Linked DNA regions of Rattus norvegicus: region 1 is linked to region 2. A link is a contact called in public HiChIP or PLAC-seq data. All regions are on one chromosome and are shown on one strand. Each heading gives the region's core, a stretch centred on a gene start, on an enhancer-like site or on the middle of the called end of the contact. The rest is flanking DNA. Distances are from core to core; before and after follow the strand shown. Region 1 holds the start of Ddr1 (discoidin domain receptor tyrosine kinase 1). Region 2 holds the start of Tubb5 (tubulin, beta 5 class I).

The links. HiChIP or PLAC-seq counts read pairs in DNA pulled down with a chosen protein or histone mark.
Region 1: an H3K27ac HiChIP or PLAC-seq map of oligodendrocytes shows a contact between it and region 2, with 4 times the contacts expected there. The contact joins the promoter of Ddr1 here to the promoter of Tubb5 in region 2.

The regions. Positions count from the first base shown.
Region 1 is chr20:3,047,618-3,054,514 of GRCr8, reverse strand. Ddr1 (discoidin domain receptor tyrosine kinase 1) reads right to left here and starts at 4,109. Exons shown (of 18, transcript NM_013137.2): 1 at 3,964-4,109.
Region 2 is chr20:2,912,112-2,918,931 of GRCr8, reverse strand. It overlaps Tubb5 (tubulin, beta 5 class I), which reads right to left and starts at 1,355. Exons shown (of 4, transcript NM_173102.2): 1 at 1,103-1,355. The coding sequence starts at 1,159. It overlaps Mdc1 (mediator of DNA damage checkpoint 1), which reads left to right and starts at 3,972. Exons shown (of 17, transcript NM_001166275.1): 1 at 3,972-4,142; 2 at 6,622-6,759. The coding sequence starts at 6,624.

The DNA of each region.
Region 1 (6,897 bases), core at 2,860-5,359, 130 kb before region 2:
ACACACAGACACAGACACACACACACAGACACACACACAGACACACACACACACACACACACACACACACACACACGAGATGGCTCAGTGGTTAAGAGCACTGGCTGCTCTTCCAGAGGACCCCAGTTAGGTTCCCAGCACTAACATGGCTGTTCATGGCTATCTGTAACTCAGGTCCTAGAGGATCCCATGCTCTCGTCTGGCCTCCAAGGGCCACAATGTGTGCTTGTGTGGCACAGACATCATGTAAGGCAAATGCTCATACATATAAAATTAATAATAATAATGCATAAATTTGAAAGAAAGGTGGGGTATGGTGGCATACACTAGTAATTCTAACACTTCAGAGGTGTTCAAGGTCAGCCACAGCCCCATTCTAAAGTTTGAAACAGGGCTGGAGAGATGGCTCAGTGGTTAAGAGCACTGGCTGCTCTTCCAAAGGTCCTGAGTTCAATTCCCAGCAACCACATGGTGGCTCACAGCCATCTGTAATGAGATCCAATGCCGTCTTCTGGTGTGTCTGAAGACAGCTACAGTGTACTTACATATAAGAAATAAATTTTAAACAACAACAACAAAAAAATTCTTTCATTAAAAAAAAAAAAAAAAGGTTTGAAACAGCCTGGGATACATGGTATCCAAAAACCCAAAGCCAACAACAGGAAAAGAAGAAGGGGGTGGGGGGACTGGAGAGATGGTTCAGTGGTCAAGAGCACTGACTACTCTTCCAGAGGTCCTGAGTTCAAATCCCAGCAACCACATGGTGGCTCACGACCATCTGTAATGGGATCTGATGCCCTCTTCTGGTGTGTCTAAAGTCAGCTACAGTGTACTCACATACATTAAATAAATAAATTAAAAAAAAAAAAAGAAACAAAGGAGAAAAATCCAGGTTCAGTTCCTAGCATCCACACTGTGGCTCACAACCATCCATACCTCCAATTCTAGGGAATACAATGACTTCATCTAAGCTCCATGGGTGCCAGGCACAGGTACATGTGCATGCACACACACACACACACACACACACACACACACACTACACAAAACACTCATAAACATAAAATGAAAATACACAAGTAATTGCTTTTACATGACTCTGACTTGGCACGTGTTGGTCATACCACTGCTGAAGACAAAGAGCCAGACTCGGAAGTCCGGGAACTATTCCGCCCGTGAAAGCAAAGTGTAAACAAACCCCTGTTTGCTCACACTCTCATGGGCACATCTGGGGGACCGTGCCACGGAACACAAACAGGGAGGGCAAGAGAGGGTGGAGCACATGCAGACAGAGAAAGACAGACGATAACTGTTAGTTCTATGAAAACTCGTGGGGGCAGTACCATGCGTTTATGTACAGCCATGTGACATACTAAACCAATATAAAAACCCACTCTGGTTTCCAAAACATAAAGACGTCCTAGAAGTTTAGTTGGTTTACTGAGGAAAACACAAGAGAATGAAGCATCAGCTAAGCCGGGGCCCCTCAGCCCTCAAAACCTACAACCTAAGGACAAGACTCCATCATCGCCAATCTTGCTCTCCTCTATGGGTGAACCTCTGTGGTAGCTAGACCAGCGGCTGGACGTCTTCTCAGAACTTGGCTTGCTGTTTCCCTGAAGATTGAGATGTTTTCTCTGTTGCCTCTGGGGTGCAGGCAGTTTACCCTCCCCAAAACCACCCCAGATGAAGTCTCCATATAAATGCAGAGGTCTGCTGGCCTCTGTCCTCAGAACACCTGGCAATGCCTGAATTCTGAAGGTCCTGGAATCCTTTGGGACACTGCCCCTCTCACACCCCTGCCACCAGGTCCCCTCAGTTCCCCTTGCCCTGCCTCTAACATCTCCTCACTCCAAGTTCCAACTTACCCAAGGTAGCAGAAGAGCCCAGGGCTGAGAGGACTGAGTTGCCTTGGAGGTGAGGGCAGGCTTAAACTATAGGGAGGCTGGGTCACCCCAGGAGGTAGGAGGAGTTGGGGGTAGACTCCCCCAGCCCTTTGTCCTCCTCCAGCTGCTCCCACAATGCTCTAGGGCAGGAATGTAAGAGGAGGCAGCTGAAAAACCCCATCACTGAAGCAGCAGCTGAGGGGAGCTGACTGGGTGGCTAGAGGGAGAGCCTAGAACCCAAGAGGCATCACCACCAGTCCCTTGGGGATACAGCCCTGCAGTGCAGAGGGGCAAGCCGTTGGGACTGGAAAGTCTGGCAGGGAGTTCCTGGGTGCTACTCTCCACCCCCACCACTAGAAACAGCAGGGCCCTTGTTCCCCTGAGTAACCTTCATGCCTATCCCAGATGACTCATCAGAGACAGACAGTGCTGAGAGGAGCCTGGGGCTGAGATACAAAGCCAGGCAGGGACAGGAGGCGTGGAAGGGAGGAGGGGGGAAGACAGAGCAGAACACAAAGCCAGAGGTAAATAGAGCAGGCTTGAGAGCAGGGCGCAGGGCCAAGTGCAGGATCTGCAGAGACTTGCTGACAAGGTCTGGGGCAACCCCTTTCTCCTCGTCCCCTAGGTCTTGAATCCCACAATCAATCAGACAGGCTCGGGAGAACCACCTCAATGGCCCTCCTGCACCTGGCCCTTCTTCAACCAATTACAAACCAAGCATCAGGACGCTTTGCCTGGGGCCCTTCCTTCTCCTCTCCTAAACCCATCTCCCAATCCCAGCTCTAGACACATACATACCCACAGGGGTGGAGTAAGACTTAAACCCACAGTAAACACTCAATGTACTGTGCTCACACACCTCTAGCGTCTAACAGCCTCTCACATACATTTCCCCTTTCCTTTTTACCTTCTGACCCCCGTATATCCTACTGGCCTGTGTCCCACCAAGACCTGCTCACACACAATTCCTATTCACTCCATACAGATCTCGGCATCTTCTGTGTGTGCATTTGATTACTTTGTGTTGATTTGTGTGTGTGTGGGGTTGGGGAAGGGGGAGTTAATTGTTTGGGTTTTGTTGTCTCACTATGTAGCCCTGGCTGGCCTGGAACTCAAAGATGCTCCTGCCTCTGCCACCCGAGGGTTGGGACTAAAGACATGTACTCCTACAGCAGGATGGTTGGTCTCTTGAGACAAGGTCTCAAGTTCAACTACGATGCCAAGGAAGGCTGACCTTCAGTTCTTGATCTCATCTCCCAGAGACTGATTACAGGTATGTGTGCCACACACCCTGAGGTAATCTATAAAGTCAGATCTCACCATGTGGCGAATTACTAAACGGCAGACTCAAGCTCCTGTGATCAGAAGACAATGTGAGACACACGCAGGCCCTGAGGTACAAGATCCCCAGAGAACTGAGGCACCCCCCCCCCAAACATCCAGGGCGACTGAGCCAGAGGGAAGCCAAGGGCAGGTGGGGACAGGTGGGACTCGGATGGGAAGAACAGCAAGAAAAACAAGGGCTATTCCTCCACTTTCTCAAGCATTCTACTGTATGCGACCTGTCCCTATAATGCCACATGGGTCTGGACACACCTCCATCCTTCTCAACCAGTCAGTCGTAGGTCAACCGGGCGGTGGCTGGGAGGGGGGGGGGTACTGAAAAGGAATGCCCAGCCAGAAAGGGACCCTGGGAGCTTTGCTCATTGGGCGGTGACCTGTCTCTTGGCACAACCCGGCAAACACCGAGCGTGGCTGGTCTGGTAGGTTGGGCGTCAGGCTGGCTCCCTCTGGCCTGGGCAGCTTAACCGAGCATGTCCGTAAGCATGGCACCCGGGGTGGGGGGTGGGGGCGAGAGGATGACTCAGTGGGCTACATATGCGCACCTGTCCTCTTGGGGCTCGGTTCTCCCTTCGCCCAAGAAAAGAGAGGTCTTCTCTCTCTTTTTGAAATACTTTCTCGGAAAGTCGGGGCCCTCTGCTTTGGATGAGGAGTCAAAATCCCGAGGCAGCGAGCTTAACTGGAGTTTCCCAACCCGCGCCCCCTGCCTCTTGCACGTCCCCGCCTTGGTCCCTACCTCTCCTGGCTCTCCCGGGCCGACCCAGGCGTCCGGCCCCGGCTCGGGGCCTCCTCGGTGGCGGGGCGCGAGAGGGGAGCTCAGGCGCCGGCGGGGCTCGGGTGTCGGGAGGCGGCTCCCGCGAGCAGCTGTCGGGGGCCTGTTCCGGGGAGAGGAGCCAGCGCGGGGCCGGATCGCGCCCAGGCGCCGCCTCCCCGCGCCCGTCCCCCGCCGGTACTCCCGCCCCGGCGCCCGCGCTCCCACGCCCGGCGCCGCCCCTCGCTCCTCTCCTGGTGCCGTGCCCGCCCCGCGTTTGCCCCCCGGTGCGTAGCCTCCCCTAGGTGATCCGCACGCCCATCCCCCGCCGCCCCGATGCTGGGGTACAGCAGCACCATCAGGGGCCTAACTGCAGCCCCCCTAAGGCCCGGGGATGGGGGGAGTTGGCGCCTTCCCTCCTCCCCTTTTTCTGGGCTCGGTTCCTGGAGAGAGGGAGAGAAGCGCGGAGAGGCAGCCCCAGGGCACGAAGGAAGGAGCGGGTTCCCACAAGCCCAGCACCGGAGCGAGAGCTGGAGGCCGGCTGGGGGAAGGGAGCCGGACTCACCTGTCTAGTCAGACCCTCTTGGTTCACACCCCACCCCATTTGTCACCGTTTGACACACACCTCTCCTGCGAATCCCAACCTAGATTATTGCTCCCTTTGCCCGCGCGCGCCCGGAGTCTGAGAGCCGGTCACACTCTTTTAGTTCCCAACTTTTTTCTGTTCTTTCAGAACCTCTCCCTAGCTCGGCAGCTCCCTCCTGTCTTCTCAGGAGCCCTGAGATCCAAACCCCCAAGCCCCCAAGCTCTGGGTTCCCCCTGGGATCCCTGCTCCATCCAGGCTAGCTCTGGAGTCTTTCTCAGGCAAGCCTCCCTCAGTCCCAGCCAGCTCGGTCCCTGGTGGAAGCCGCAGAGTGGCTTCTGGCAAAGAGAGGCGCAAAATGGAGCCAAGTCGAGGTGGGGGTGGAGGAGGAAGATAGATAGGCGCCCTGAAAAATAAGACAGGAACGCAAGGCCCAGGGGTACAAAGAGACAATGAAAGGAGAGAGCTGCTGAGCCATGGAGGCAGGAAAGAACGACCACAGAGCTTGTGCGAGAGGTGTTCCGTCTCCATTCAGCACCACCTGTCAGTCCTACCTCTCTCCAAACCCCCCCAAACCTACCAAGCCCCCCGATAATGTCAGGCCACAGTAAAGTCTCCAGTCTCACAACCTGGTTGAAACACATCTCAACTGATTCAAAACTCACACCCAAAAGCATTTCCAGAGAGTCCCAAGAAAAACACGAAGTCCAAGCTAGACAAGTACACAAAAACCTACCAGGAAGATAAGCTGCCCCTACGGAGAAGCCAAGACAGGCTTGGTCTCCAGTTTATAAACCCAGGGACGCTCCAGCTGCTGAAGGACCTGCTAATAGCTCCCATGGTCACTGGGAGAAATGCCTGAGACCTTTCCACCGAGACCTTAGGGGACCACCCCCCAAATCACCTACCCCTCTGCAGACAGCGATGGGAAATCTGGGTCCTGCAGAGGCTGGCCGGGGCGTGGAGGCTGGCTGGGGGGTGGGGCCAAGGTTTCCCAGTAACCTCACCTGCGCTGGTGACAGCCCCTCCTCCCAGGAGGGCCGCTCTGGGGAAGACCCGGACGAGCGAAGCTTCAGCTCCTCACACCCTGTGGGACATTCCACGGCCCAGACTCAAACAGCCCCATGAAAGGTCCATGAAAGGTGTGGAAGAAACTAGAGTCTTGAAGCCTTTGACCCTTTCTCATTCTCCCAGGAAACATTCCTAGTCGGTGATGCCCACCTCGTCCCAGACCAGGGCTGGAGGAGTAGGAGGGACGCAGGGCTGGGGCCCAGCGGAGTCAAGTGACAGCAGAAAAGGAGCTGGAGCCGGCTGGAATGTGCTGCTTGGAGCCCAGATTCCCAGGGGCCAGAGAGGGAAATCCCAGTCATCTGTGGCTCCTCAGCCCGCTGCTCCTCTCCGGGGCCCCCCATTGTACCCTAGAACCAGGGAAGGTCTCTCTACTTCTCCCTCATGCACACTCTAACCATGCTGGACCCTTTTCTGCAAGTCCGGGGAAGAAAAGGCAAAAACGGCCGGGGGTGGGGGAGGGATGTGAGGAGAGGCACGTAGGAGAAATAAGAGCTCAGACCCAAGGCCTGCAGACCACCCGGCCATTGCAGGGAAGCAGGACAGAACCAGTGAAAGGAGACTGGACCACATGGACCCACCCTCACCACCCCCAACACACACTAGCTCCAGTTCCTGGCCCTGAGATGCAGCTTCCTCTAGGGGAGCAGGTTGGGTCAGCAGCTGGGGAGAGTGGGAAACCTCTGGTGGGGGCAGGGTAAGGAGCTGGAAGAGACCCTGGCCATAGGTCATACTTTAAAGCCACCGAGTTCAAATGGGAAAATGAGGCCTGGGGTGTGATAGAAAAGGAAGAGATGACTTAAATCCGGGACAGAAAAAAGAAAAAAAATGAGGCCGATTAGCTGGGCATAGTCTGGGGAAAGAATGGAGGACGGTGCACCCCCCAGGAGGGAGGTTGATGGTCACATAGAGACAGAACAACGTGGGAGGGGGACAAACGTCTGGGACGCAGAGGTGGGAGGAGAGTTATGAAGGGAGATGGTGCCCAAGTAAGTGTGGGAGGGATACAGGGACTCTGTAAGAGAGGGAAGTTTGGGCAGGGAAGCTGACCCAACACGGAAGGAGAGCAAAAGCTGAGAAGGTAGGTAACGGGAAAAGAACAAAACAAAACAAAACAAAACAAAACAGAGAGAGGCGGTTGGAACGAAATTGATTATGAAGGTATGGACTGAGGCATGGAGGCACGGAGACTGAAAGAAAGAAAAAGTTACTGGGGTGTGGGGGCAGACTTAGGAAGGAAGGACAACTTCAAGACAGAGAGAAAGGCG
Region 2 (6,820 bases), core at 106-2,605:
AGGACGGATGACTGGCGATTCAAAGGGCCGGGGACTGTAAGCATCTACATGGGCGGATTGGCGCCCACCTTCTTGGCTCAGCACCTAGGTTTGGTTCCTGAAGCCAGGCACCGCCCTTCCTGGCCAGCACAAAAGAGGGTTGGGGGAGAAAGGTGCGGCCACTGCAGTCGCCCACCCCTTACGCGCTCCACGTGACTGCGGTGGCGGGCCGCTCCTCCAGCAAACCACAAAGGCGGGAGCAGTGCGGGCGGGGCCTAGCTCGAGGGGCGGGGCCAGTGCGCCCCCGCGGGCCCGGGCCGCATTGTCCCTGCGCGCCAGGGGCTCCAGCCCCGCCCCCAAGAGGGTCCCACCCTTCGGCTGCAATGTAGCGGCCGCACTTCCTCCCTCCCCCTCCCCCGCTACAGGGCAATTGCCCGCAAACGGGGGGAAAATTTTTAAAAACCCCATGGCCTCCGATCTTTATTCCCTTCCTTCTTTCTCTCTCCTTAATCTCCCCGACAGTCTCTCACATACTTGAAAAGCTCACACTTTCTGTCCGCTCACACCCTAAGACCTCTTTTAAGGGCAATGAAAAGTAAAAGTAGTGCCCTACATAGAATCATAATCTAAAAAAAGCCTTGGGAAGGCGGGTTCTATGGAGTATCCAAGCCTTTGTTGAGGTAATGCGCACCGGGGCATCTCTGCAGCTGCCCGCCAAACCTCGCCCCTTCCCCCTCCATTCTGTTCCAGTAGGGCCCTCCAGGCGGGGTGGGGGTGGCGCAAGGGGAAAACCTCGCCTCGGCTTTGTCTCGGATCGTTTCCGCATCCCTCCTGTCCTCGGACCGTTAGAAAACCCCTTTTAATACCAGTTCTTTAGAGTCCCCCAGCCTCTCCTTTTCCCCGAACTCAAAAGCGTCTCTTAATAGCTTTCCGAAGATGTGCCAAGAAAAACATTTTCTCAATATTAGAACGCTAGCTACAAATATGGGTTATATTTATACGTACAAAACTTTGAGGGGCCAAATCTGACGAGCGGAGAATGCAAACGCCCCGTTAGCATTGCTCACGATTAACACAGATATCTCATCCTTACATATTTCATCTAAAATTATAAAATTCTTACCTTAGCACCGATCTGGTTGCCACACTGTCCGGCCTGGATGTGCACGATTTCCCTCATGGCTACGGTTTACTGTAATAATCTTTTTTTGATGGTCCCAATGTAGGTACCGAGCAAAAGAAGATAATTAAGGATTTTTGGTTTTTTTCTTCTGGGCTGGTCTCAGACTGATAGGATGGAACGTAGCCCCGGAGGCTGCTGCAGAGAGATGCGAGCACGACCGCAGGAAGGTTCTAAGAGGCAGAAGAGGCCGGCGAGCGCAGGAGGGAAGGCGCGCAGGGCGGGGCGCGCGTTCGCGCGGCCGGGGGCGGGAGATGGGCGGGCGCCTCGGGTTGCAGACAAAGCCTACCCAACCAGTCGCTGATTAGACCAGCGGATCACGTGCCAGACGGCCATTGGTCTCTGAGCCAGTGGCGAGCGCAGTCCTTTTTGGGAGTTGTAGTTCTCTATTGTCCACGCTGCAAAAAGAAGTTAAAGATGGGTGGGTACTGTGGGAGGATTAGGGGGTATCGCGTGTGTGTGTGTGTGTGTGTGTGTGTGTGTGTGTGTGTGTGTGTGTGTGTGTGTGTGTGTGTGTGTGTGTGTGTGTGTGTGATTTTATTTTATTTTTCATGAAAAATGACCTCTCGATTCCTAGCCTCTATTCCTGAGAGAGGATTTTGTACGAAAAGAGGTTTGGGGAAATATAGTAATTAGATGAGATCTGAGGTGCCTGAGTTGGAAGGTGGGTTGGGCACGCCCTGCCAGCTGCCCACCGCAGAAGGTCTGGGAAGGCCAGACTGCACAGCTCAGCGGAAAATCCTGAGAACTGTGTGCTCCTTCCCTGATACACAGTGTCTAGTTCTTTGTGATCCCAAGACAGGAATGAAAGAATTGCCCTTCTGTTTCCATGGGAGGTGTCTCAGGGGTTTTCAAAAGAGAAACAAAATTGCAAGGATCATGGAGAATCTGCATGGAGCTGATGTCCCAAAAGAATGGAGGTGTGTGTAAAATCTCTGGGAGATTCGGGCCTTTAGACACTGAAGACATCCTGGTCATCTTGTCAGTATAGACTGGAGTGGACAGACTAAGAGAATGCTAGTCTTTATATAGTGCCTCCATCTCAGACACTTGCAAGGGCTTTTGTTTGTTTCTTTTTGTTTTGTTTTGTTTTGTTGGTTTTTTTGTTGTGTTTTGTTTTCCAGTTAGTTGATTTTATTCATTAGGTGAGTCTGTGGCAATGTCCTGGAACTGAGAGGGAAGATGGGAATTGAATGGGCCCAAGTCAGAGCTCGTAAGCTTTTCTTTCCAGGGTTTTGAAAAATACTAAGTATCCTCAAACCTTTAAGGAGATACAAAATGATTCATTAGAATAAGAGCAGGAGTGGTTCACACGGTTAATCCCAGAATCCTGACTAGAAGGCAAGAGAAGTTCAAGGTCAGCTTGGGCTACCTAGAGACTACCTGGACAACCTGAGGCACAGCTTTAGGTTTAATCTCTAAGTGAACAAATAGAAAGGAAAAATTAGATTGTGCCTGCCCTACCTCCCAAACAATAGAGAGGTGGAGGCAGAAAGATACTTGCACTTTGGAGGCTAACCTGATCGACAAAACAAGAGCCTGTCTTGGACACAAAACATATTTGGGGCCAGAGAGATGGCTCAGCAATTAAGAGCATTTATTGTTCTCAGAACAGGTTCAATTCCCATCGCCCACATAGAAACTCTCCACCATCCATAACTCCAGGTCCAGGGGACTCAACATCCTCTTCTGTACTCTGCAGGTTTGTGGTACACAAAAATACATCCAAGCAAGCCACTAATACACATAAATAAATGCCTCTTTTAAAAAAGAGAAAAAAACAAAACAAAGGAAAGGAAAGGGTCTGGTAAGCAGTATCTACAATCATGTAAGCCAGGTGTGTTGGCCCAGATAGGAAGGAGGATCCCTGTGAGTTCAAGGCTAACCTTGTAAGTTAGTTCTAGGCAGAGGTACATAGTGAGCCCCCTTCTCTGGCTTAAAGAAGAAAATGAATCAAAGACATGCATCAACATATAGCTCAAGTCATCTTTTAAATAAAAGAACATTTTTAAGTTGCATTAGTACCCTTTTATCATTAAAAATACGGTATTCCGACTTTGGCTATGCTAACAATGGAAGCGAGTGTTTTATGCTACTTGAATGTTTCATTTACTGTAGGAACATGGGTAAGCCATCCAACTTAAAGCTTCAAACGTCTGGCGATTTATTGTGGATATGTTGAGAAAACCAATGGGAGAGAACTCTAAACTATACAAGCCACCTTCCAGGAATACGTTCATGCTTTATTATAATGAAATAAATTATTTTATTTTGCCTTTCTCCTCTTTTGAAAGATGACGACAGTTTTGCGGTTCTAGCAAAACAGTTTGCTTTATTTAGGATCTTCCATTTAGGAAGATGCCCTCAAAATGTCCGTCATTTTATACATTCATATATACATACATATAAGTGGAAGAAAAGAGAAGTAAGCAATCCCAATCAAAAGGAAATAAAATCCCTCTGCAATGGAGAGTTCTAAAGTGCCACGCCTACGGGCTGTTTTCCAATCTGCAGACTCCCGCCACGACTGCAGCCCGCAACCCCTCATTTCTCCTGAGTCAGCTGGCGCCATTTCTGGGATGACCGAGAAGGGCGCTCTGGCCTTGGAATGACTTCTATGATAGGGCCCTTCTAGCCGCCGCCAGCAACTGGCGCCAGACTCTCTGGTAGGCGTTTGGAAATCTGCGCGGGAAGCATTCCGTTGGTCCAGGGCGCTACCCAATCGCGGCGCAGGGTTCTCAGGCCACACCCCTTGATTGTCGGCGTTTCCTTCAGCCTGTTTCCCGCCGGTAGCCACACTTTTAAGCTGTGAGGGGGCGAGGCGGGGGCGGGGCTTTCTACTTGGGCTTTGAATCAATCGGCGCGCTTTCAGTAGTAAAAGACAGTTCCAGGAGCCAATCAGCCAACCCACTCTCTTCCGGGATTCGCACTCCCGCCACTCGGGTAGCGGCCGTTACTGGTGGCGCGCGCGCGGATTCAGTCGGTGAGTTCGGCCGCCCGCGCCCCGGTTACCATCTTTGATTCCTCCTGAGGGCGGGAGGGGCGTGCCTTAGGTGTCACTGGGCGGAGGTAATTTGGGTTGCGGTTTTAGATTTTTTTTTATGCTGATCCTTGACTGGCGCCCTGGCCCATTTGATGACACGGAAACATTAGGCCACGAGGGAACAAACTCCAGCGTGAGCATCAAAGATGGTTGCCCTTCAATTGGAGCGAAGGGTCGTAGGCGTCGACTGGGTTGACAGGACGGAGTTTACTTCTTGGGGTACACACTACTTTCCCTGTCAGCGGTCTCTCCATGTGTGACATCTTTATAGGTAAAACCCACCCATGCAATTTTGAATTTCTGTCTCTAATTTCAGTAACTCTGGCGGTGTAGCTGCCGTGAGAGCAGGATTCATTTTGAGGATGTATGCCCAAATACCTGAACCGTACCAGGTGTGCATAATTACTGTAGAGCAGATAAGACGGATCCCAGAGTAGGGGAGGTGGGCATTTAGATGCAATTCCACCGGAGAGAGATGTCGAAGACATAGGGTCTTGCCAAGGATCTAGTTTAATTCTGTTAACTTAGCAGATACGAGAAAACATTAGGGGTGATTTAGAAAGGTTCCTTAACCCATCTTATGTTGTCGTTTCTCATCTGAAAAAAAAAAAGAACAACAAAAACAAACAAACAAAAAAAAACAGCCCTACCCTTACAGGGTACTTCTTCCCAAGAATAAATGAGTCAGTCAACCTAATGTGTTAAAATAGTGTTTAACATATAAACGCCTTATTATATGTTAGCTTCTCTGCTTCTTTGCCCTTCAAGCTGAGGTTTGCTGATGAGAGTGCATAAAATAGGGGCTTTGTGACTCTTTATTTCTATTTACATGCTGTGTTATTCTGAGCAAATGAATTTTTGGAGGTATTACCTCCTGGTCTCATTTGGCTATTATGCCTGATACAAGACAGTACTCAACAGTGGATGGTGAAATCAATTAGGGAGTGGTAAAAAGGCTTTTACAAATTAGAACATGTGTAAGACTCTAAGTTTGATCCTCACTAGTTTTCTTCTGTGTGTGTCAGGTTAGAAAAAAAAAAAAACAGGATAGGAAAACAGTATTTTCTAAAGATTTATTTTATTTATTTATCTTCTAAAGTGAATACACTGTCCCATCAGATCCTATTACAGATGGTTGTGAGCCATGTGGTTGCTGGGATTTGAACTCAGGACCTCTGGAAGAGCAGTCAGTGCTCTTAACTGCTGAGCCATCTTTCCAGCCCCAGAAACAGTATATTTCACATACCACTGTTTCTCAAAACCCATACCTCACACAGGTGAGTGCATGGTTCCAAGGAGGGTGTCAGATACCCTGGAATTTGAGTTATGAACTGTTGTGAGCCCCTCTGTGGGTCCTGAGAACCGAACCTAGGTATTCTGGAAGAGCAAGCAGTACTCTTAACCACTGAGAACCACCTTGCTGTTTTTATTTTTGTTTTTAATGGGGTCTTACTGTGTTGTCCATGCTAACCCGGAAGTCCTGGACTCAAGCAATTACACTGCTTCAGCTGCTCCCATACTTTGGGCATACACCACCTCAATCCAGCGTATCTTTTTTTTTTTACCCATCTGTGGGCTGGGGATATAGCTCTGTGGTAGAGCATTTGTATTGGTGTGTCATGAGAAAACAGCTATCAGCAGTGCCTGCTTTCAAGGTCCTCATAGCTGAATGGGGTGTGTCTATCCAGGACATACATTCTATGAATTCAGTCTGTAGTATCTAAAAACAAGCAATCAAGTCACATAAAATATCCCCTTCTGTATAATAGTATACTTTGTGTCCTGGCCAAAAGTATAGATATGTATATATATATATATATTATTTGTTCTGTTTTGGAGGGGGTCTCACTGTGATTCTGGCTGGCCTGGAACTGGCTATGTAGACCAAATAGAGACCTGCCTACCTCTGCCTTTCCATTGCTATAATCAAAGCTGCACATCATCCTGTCTGGTAAGGTCCCCAGTCCTTAATTTTCCTGCTTCATCATCTCACATGCAGGGACTACAGATAGATGCCAACATATGTCTATTAAAAAAGACTTTTTCCTCACTGTTGTACTAAGTGTTGAACATGTGGTCTCACACAGGCTAGCCAAACATTCTATTCACTGACATATTCTCCCACCCCTCAATATTGTTACATGACTGACTGATGGAAAATCATCACCCATGGTTGTGTACATCTTTAATCCCAGCACTTGGGAGGCGGAGGCAAGGGGATCTCTGAGTTTGAGGCCAGCCTGGTCTACAAAGTGAGTTCCAGGACAACCAGGGCTACATAGAGAAGCCCAATCTCAGAGAGAGAGAGAGAGAGAGAGAGAGAGAGAGAGAGAGAGAGAGATCATTTCCACATTTACCCAGGTTTACCTCTAGTTATTTTTTTTCTGACAGGAGCAATGATAATGTGTTTCCTTTATAGATATGGAAAACACTCAGGTGATTGACTGGGATGCTGAAGAAGAGGAAGAGACAGAAATATCCAGTGGATCCTTGGGGTATAGTGTGGAGCCTATAGGGCGGCTGCGATTCTTCAGTGGTACCCATGGACCAGAACGAGGTCAGGGGATATTGGGAGCTAAAGTATGAATGTGGGTCTTATTAGAAGAAGTTAGAAGGTT